Linked DNA regions of Sus scrofa: region 2 is linked to region 1. Evidence: chromatin contacts called from public Hi-C data. All regions are on one chromosome and are shown on one strand. Each heading gives the region's core, a stretch centred on a gene start, on an enhancer-like site or on the middle of the called end of the contact. The rest is flanking DNA. Distances are from core to core; before and after follow the strand shown. Region 1 overlaps CDK13 (cyclin-dependent kinase 13). Region 2 has its middle 12 kb from the start of YAE1D1.

Region 1 (3,405 bases), core at 347-2,846:
GTGTGGTATGGTATAGATGTACCTATTATGGTACATTTGTTTGGTTTGGGTTTTTTTGTCTAATGTGTTTAAGTATTTTATTATATTGATTTTAGTGAATATGCTTTTAGTTAAATATTTTCTTTTTTTTTTTTTTTTTTTATCTTTTGTCTTTTGTCTTTTGTTGTTGTTGTTGCTATTTCTTGGGCGCTCCCGCGGCATATGGAGGTTCCCAGGCTAGGGGTTGAATCGGAGCTGTAGCCACCGGCCTACGCCAGAGCCACAGCAACGCGGGATCCGAGCCGCGTCTGCAACCTACACCACAGCTCACGGCAACGCCGGATCTTTAACCCACTGAGCAAGGGCAGGGATCGAACCCACAACCTCATGGTTCCTAGTCGGATTCGTTAACCACTGCGCCACGACGGGAACTCCTATTTTCTGTTTTTATTTCTTTTGGTTAAATATCTATAAAAGCCCTTGTTGCATAAAAGATACATGATTTTTCAAAGCTTCGGGTGCATATTAAAATTATGTTTTGTAAATAGACCGATTTACTCCTGGCACGATATAACAGTTTACGTCACACCTCTGTTAATACTGTATAGTTTTTCTTTTGAAATCTTTTCCCTTTAGTTAAAAGTGGTACATTGCTTTATTTGTGTATTTTGAATAATAGTGAGATTAAATACTTAGGCATTCTTTTGTGTATCGACAGTTCATTTTATTTTTCATTTTCTCCTATGGTATTTGTCTTTTTTGGTACCATTTGTAAGATGGTTTTATATTAAGAAAATCTGTTCTGTGTTGCAAATATGTTTCTTCAGCTTGTCATTTGCATTTTACCTCTGTTTCATATTTATTATGTATATGATTCTAAGATTTTTATTTAGTGAAATTTGTCATTTTTTTTAATAGTTTTATTTTTGGTATAATTCCCAGTCTCCTTTTGGGGTTATGCATTTGTCCCAGTACTATTTTGCCTTTTTTTTTTTTTTTCCACTGTTTTAAAATGTTTTCATAATTATTCGCTTTGATTTAGAATGTGTTTTCTAGTGAATATTAGGTGTACTTGTCTGTCTGTTCCTACAGTACAAGAGGTCATATTAATGTCTAGAAGGACCAGTGTTTATTTCCAGAAATGTTTAGCTGATACTTTCTTCAAGGTGAATTTTAGAATTATATTGTCATGCGTCCTTTTAGCAAAAGAAAATAAAAATGAGTAATTGGTCCTTTTATTGAAATTGAGTTAAATTCAGTATTTTACAATGTGGTATTTCCGTAATAAATTTGTGTAATTGTTGTTAAAGTTTATTCCTAGTCATTTGTAGTCATTTTTTCTGTTGTGGAACCATTTAAGGTTTATTTTCTAATGAATTGTTGCTGGCATCTGTGAAGTCTTTTGCTTTTTGTGTATGATTTTTTTCTAACACAGCTGCTCCTTTTTTGATTCTTTTGCATCTTCTAGGATAGGCATCTCAGGTACCACTCGTCAGAGTTTTGTCACTTTTAATATTTATGCTTTGCTTTTAATTTTACTGACTTCCAGAACAGTTGGTAATAATGATTGCTTTTGTCTTATATACAACTAATGTATGAGATGAGTTGTTGGTTTCAGAGTGGCAGACTTTTAGGAAAGAGTCCTTCTGTTGCAAGGCTACGATCAGATCTTTGCCCTGCTGTTAATCAGTAACTGACCGTGAACTTTCTTTAGATGCCTTTTTTGCTTTTTTATTTTGAAAGAAAAAATATTTTGAATTTTATTAGCTTTTGCATTGTTGAGTTGATAAACTACCTCATTGAGATGTTTGTAGTTCTAGCTTTGGGTTCGGTTTGTGCAAGTTTCATTATTAAATCTCAAAAAAAAATTTTGAATCTCTCATATTAAAAATTGCATATATTCTATGTGCTGTTTTAGGTGTTAGTAGCAGGACTAATAAGCTGGTTTTATAAAGTAAAGTTGTAATTTATATGCTTTTAAATCCTTTGGGGCTGTATGAACAGAATTAAATTATGTTTATTGAAGACAATAGATGTCATCTAAAGTCCACCTGGGCCCCAGACTTTTTTTTTATTGAAAGTTGCTCTTGTAGTATCTTGGGAGTTCCCATCGTGGCTCAGTGGAAGTGAATCTAACTAGCATCTTTGAGGATGCAGATTTGGTCCCTAGCCTTGCCCAGTGGGTTAAGGATCTGGCATTGCCATGAGCTGTGGTGTAGGTCGCACACGCGGCTCAGGTCTGGTGTTGCTGTGGCTGTGGTGCAGACTGGTGGCTACAGCTCCAATTAGACCCCTAGCCTGAGAACCTCCATGTGCCACGGCTACCGCCCTAAAAAGTCAAAAAAAAAAAAAAAAAAAAAAAAGGTATTCTTGTAATATCTTTAAATTTTCTTTGGAGAACTATCCTGATTTTATCCAGCTTTTGCTGAGACAATTTGTTCAATTTGTAAACAGCTAACAACAGTTTATTTTACAGTAATCATACCCAGAAACTGTGCAGTGTAGAAATCAGAAGTGTTGATTTTATAGAAAACTAATTAGATATTTCCTTCAGATGTTATATTAAATTCAGAGAGAGGGGGATGAACATTATTGTTTTTTGATTTTTTTAATTTTTTTTGGTAGTTTTGAGGGCCGCACACCAGGCATATAGTGGTTCCCAGGCGAGGGGTCTGATGAGCTACAGCGGCCGGCCTACACCACAGCCACGGCAACACCAGATCCAAGCCCCGTCTGCGACCTACACCTCAGCTCATGGCAACGCCGGATCCTTAACCCACTGAGCAGGGTCAGGGATTGAACCTGCAACCTCCTAGTCAGATTTGTTTCTGCTGTGCCACGACAGGAATTCTGGGATGAACATCAAATGGCAAAGTAGCAGTTTATTTCAAGGATTAATTTTCTCCTTAGCATTTTATTTTTAAAGGAATTTTGAACCTATACAGAAGTTGGAAGAATAAAATCTTTAATGTATTAATTATTCTTATTCGTAGGTGCATTTTATCTAGTGTTTGAATATATGGACCATGATTTGATGGGACTACTGGAATCAGGCTTGGTTCATTTTAATGAAAATCACATAAAGTCATTTATGAGACAGCTCATGGAAGGCCTGGATTATTGTCATAAGAAGAATTTTTTGCACAGAGATATTAAATGTTCAAATATTCTTCTAAATAATAGGTATGATGTGAGTTTGATATATATGTTTAAAATAAGTTATATAACGTATACCTTGAGTCTGTTAAAAAGATTTAAAATTTATTTTGTATTGCTCAGACTAAGAGAGCTTGGGCTATGTCTCAAGTTGTGTTAAATTTATTTTATTAATTAACTTTCAATATTAGTTTGCAATGTACATAAAATAATACCTGGTTGACCTTCTTGTTTGATGTTCTTCCAAATAGTAGTTCTTCTAATAATTAA
Region 2 (3,405 bases), core at 514-3,013, 300 kb before region 1:
CAGGGTTCCAAAATACATCATGGTACAGCCTTTTGTTTTTAGAAGGGAAAACTAACCTTTATGTTTGCCCTTTAGTTTTTTCTTTTAATTTTCATATTAATAAAAACCCACTATACAAATTCTGGTTTCATCTTGTACTAAGCTAAATAGAAACACAAAAGCAGTAATATTTACCAATCATTAAAAATCACACAAATGGGGGCATTCCTGTCGTGGCTCTGTGGTTAACGAACCCCACTGGTATCCGTGAGGACGCAGGTTCCATCCCTGGCTTCGCTCAGTGGGTTCGGTATCTGGCGTGGCTGTGAGCTGTGCTGTGGGTCACAGATGTGACTCATCTGGCGTGGCTGTGGCCGTGGCTGCGGGGTAGGCCGGCGGCTGCACCTCCAGTTCAACCCCTCGCCGAGGAACCTGCATGTGCTGCCCCAGGAGCGGCCCTTAAAAAAGCCGAAAAAAGAAAAAATCCACACAAATGAGTAATATTTCAATGTAACTTTTAATGATACTAAATTACGCTTATGCAGTTTAGCTATTCAGAAGAGAGAAACAGCTGCAAAAGAAGAAATGCGGAAGGACGCAAAAAGTGCTCCTGGCAGAAGGCCTTGGACGCTTGGAGCGGGAGCGTCGTGTCCGCTCACAGTCGAGAGGTGCAGCAAGAGCAGGAGCGGGGGCACGATGTGCACACGCGCGGCGGAAGGCTGCACCGCGTCATCTGCTCCTCCCCGTGGCAGCCCTTTGAGCAGCGCTGTGCGGTGTCCCCCCACCCCGGAGGCGAGGAGCCCAGGGCCCTGTGGCCGCACCACGTGTGCCGAGCAGCCCACGTGCGACCCCGGCGCCCGGCGAGCAGGTGCAGAACCGACACGGCCGCGGCGACCGTTCGCGGGCGGGCGCAGCTGCACCTTCCCCTGGCCCTTCGCGTCTCCTTTGCTGCATTTTTCCAGTCGTCCCCAGTCAGCACGTAGTATTTATGGTGTGTAATGAGAAGCAGCTACAAGGAACGAAAATTTTGTTTACATCAAGAGAGATTCCATTCCCCACTGGGAGGAGAAACTGGGTCATCTAGGAAAGGGAAGAGACAGCTGTGTTTGGGAGCTCCCGCCGTGGCTCTGCGGTTAATGGTTAACGAATCACCAGTATCCACGAGGACTTGGGTTTGATCCCTGGCCTCCCTCCGTGGGTGAGCACCCCGTGTTGCCATGAGCTGTGGTGTAGGTACAGAGATGTGGCTTGGATCCAGCGTGGCTGTGGCTGTGGTGTAGGCCGGCAGCGGCAGCTCCAATTTGACCCCTAGCCTGGGACCCTCCGTGTGTCATGGGTGGAGCCCTAAAAAGACCCAAAAAAAGTGTGTGTAGCATAAACAGAAACTAAATTCTCCTTGGACTCCTTAGACCCTCTACACGCCTCATGGAGAGGATAATTGGTGTCACTCACTGTGATAATGTTTCTTTAGCTTTTTCATAAATTCCTACTTTCGAAAACAAGGCATTCACTATTGAGAGGTGTAGCTATTGCTACAGGTCTGCGGAAAAGAACCAAGAGTCTTTCACATACACCAGACTCTTTTCTTGCCCTGTAAATAGCCCGATATTCCCATAGGGAAGGTTAACAACGTAGAATCCAAACCACGTGCAGCAGATTCACTTTTGCAGACGCCAACCTGGTGCTTTCCTGCGTGTTTCTGTCTTGAGAGAGAGGCCCTGAGCTGCATCCTGTTTATTTCCAAGGAGCTGTTGGATTCGCTCAAGGCCACCGGGTGGCGCTAGTGCACCCCGATATGTGCTGTGCGCCCAAGAGCAGGGAGCCAGCGATCATCCCGAAGCTCTTATCTGTGCCAGATTAAGTCGTTTATAAAATTGGGTGGGTTAGGGTGCACCCCTTTTTTAAAAATTCGAGGCTAAGAATTTTAAAAATGAAAGAATCATCAGGCAGGAAGCTGGTTCATAGCAGAAAACACCCTTCAGTCTCTAAATCCCTGAGGCCTAAAAATAAACACCTAGACCCCAAAGCCTTTGAACGGAAGTGGTATAAAATCAGAATTTTACATGCATGAAGCATTTCTCCTCTGTCCGAGGGCACTGCCTCAACTGTAACCTCCCCCTCCGCCTCACCCCTCACTCTGTTTCGCACACTCTCAGGCAACTCAGGATTCACCGGATAGGAAGGTCCAGAGAGACCACAGCTTACTTTGTTACCCTAGCAAATACATTGCAACCTTTTTTTTAAGTCAGCAAATCTATAGGTAAGTTTTTCTCATATCAGATAAAACTCATTCCAGCTCATATTTAAGCTTGTTCCCTTAAGAATTGCAGACTTACTGTTATATAATATTCCTTTCTTACAAGGTTTCCTAAAGAATTTTGAGCATAAATTATTTTGTTAGATCCTTTGTAATAATATATGAGTGATTTGACAGCAGTAGTACCGACCATTCTTGTCAATAAAGTGAAGCTGGACCAAAATGAAGATATAATGTAAATAACTTGAAAATGAACTTTTTCTTCTTCGGAGACATTGCAAAACACTTTTCTTCAAATATCAGATCCTAAAATAACCAGGGATTCTAATTTGTGATTATAAAGTACAGGGAAACAGCAAATTGTACATTAGGAACCTTCAGTGATAAAATCACTGCTTGTTAAAAATTAACCATAAATGTTAATCTACCAGCTGTACTAGAAACTACTGCCACAGACCAAAACTCATTTAATTCATTTAGACATTTAAATCCCCAGTGGGTGCCAATTAAATTATTTTCATTTGAAATAACTTTGTTTTGCTGTTCAGGATGCCAAACGAGACGTCATTAGTCTGCATTTTAACCTTGTGGGCCCGAGTGAGGTTCGTGGGCCTCCTGAGTCGGGCGTGGTGTTGATGGTGATCCCGTCCGAGAGCTCAGAGACCAGGTTTTATTTCGATGTACTAGAACAAAGGCGTGCCTCCCGAAGGCAGCAGCAGGACTGGGGTCAGGGGTGTGATCCGCGTTTGCTCAGCTGCTCACAGGCTCCACCTCTGTGCTGTGCTCAGGAGACCTCTGACCTCCTCACAGTCACGGCTGTTGCAAAGCAAGTAACCAGGGGACAGCTTGAAAAAAATGAGGCAGAGTAAGTGGCCATTGACAGGTGTGGTTCAATTGATAGAATGAGCAGAGGGGCTAAGTGTGGTGAAAATCAGGGTAGCTTCTGGTTTGACAGAGTAGGTACCAAATCAGCGGTACCCCACTGCCAGGAATTTGACCTGAGAAAATAGTAAACGGGCAACAGAAACTTTCAACACAAAGATTGGCTGCCTATGTCGACTAGAAAGTAATTGGAAACAAACAACCAGCAATAGAATTGCTAAGTAAATGTTGACACATCCATGCAAGGAAACACCATATACTCATTTTTTAAGTGGAAGTCGCCATCA

Evidence for each region. Hi-C and Micro-C count contacts between places; a contact is called where the count stands out from the background.
Region 2: a Hi-C map of liver shows a contact between it and region 1, with 6 times the contacts expected there. The contact joins two enhancer-like sites. A contact is called at or near these places in 11 of 47 Hi-C or Micro-C datasets (alveolar macrophages, embryonic fibroblasts, fetal skeletal muscle and 7 more) and 2 of 2 datasets of contacts at active chromatin or transcription factors (alveolar macrophages and skeletal muscle).

Annotation. Positions count from the first base shown.
Region 1 is chr18:54,349,097-54,352,501 of Sscrofa11.1, reverse strand. CDK13 (cyclin-dependent kinase 13) reads left to right here. Exons shown (of 15, transcript XM_021078845.1): 6 at 2,973-3,162. Among named protein-coding and RNA genes, the nearest start is that of MPLKIP, 67 kb to the right of the region's middle. Within about 2 kb of position 1,596, at least 1 of the 83 cell types and tissues checked has an H3K27ac peak or open chromatin away from gene starts, as enhancers often do. A contact at or near this core is called in liver, where this site is marked.
Region 2 is chr18:54,649,904-54,653,308 of Sscrofa11.1, reverse strand. No RefSeq gene overlaps it. Among named protein-coding and RNA genes, the nearest start is that of YAE1D1, 12 kb to the left of the region's middle. Within about 2 kb of position 1,763, at least 23 of the 83 cell types and tissues checked have an H3K27ac peak or open chromatin away from gene starts, as enhancers often do. A contact at or near this core is called in liver, where this site is marked.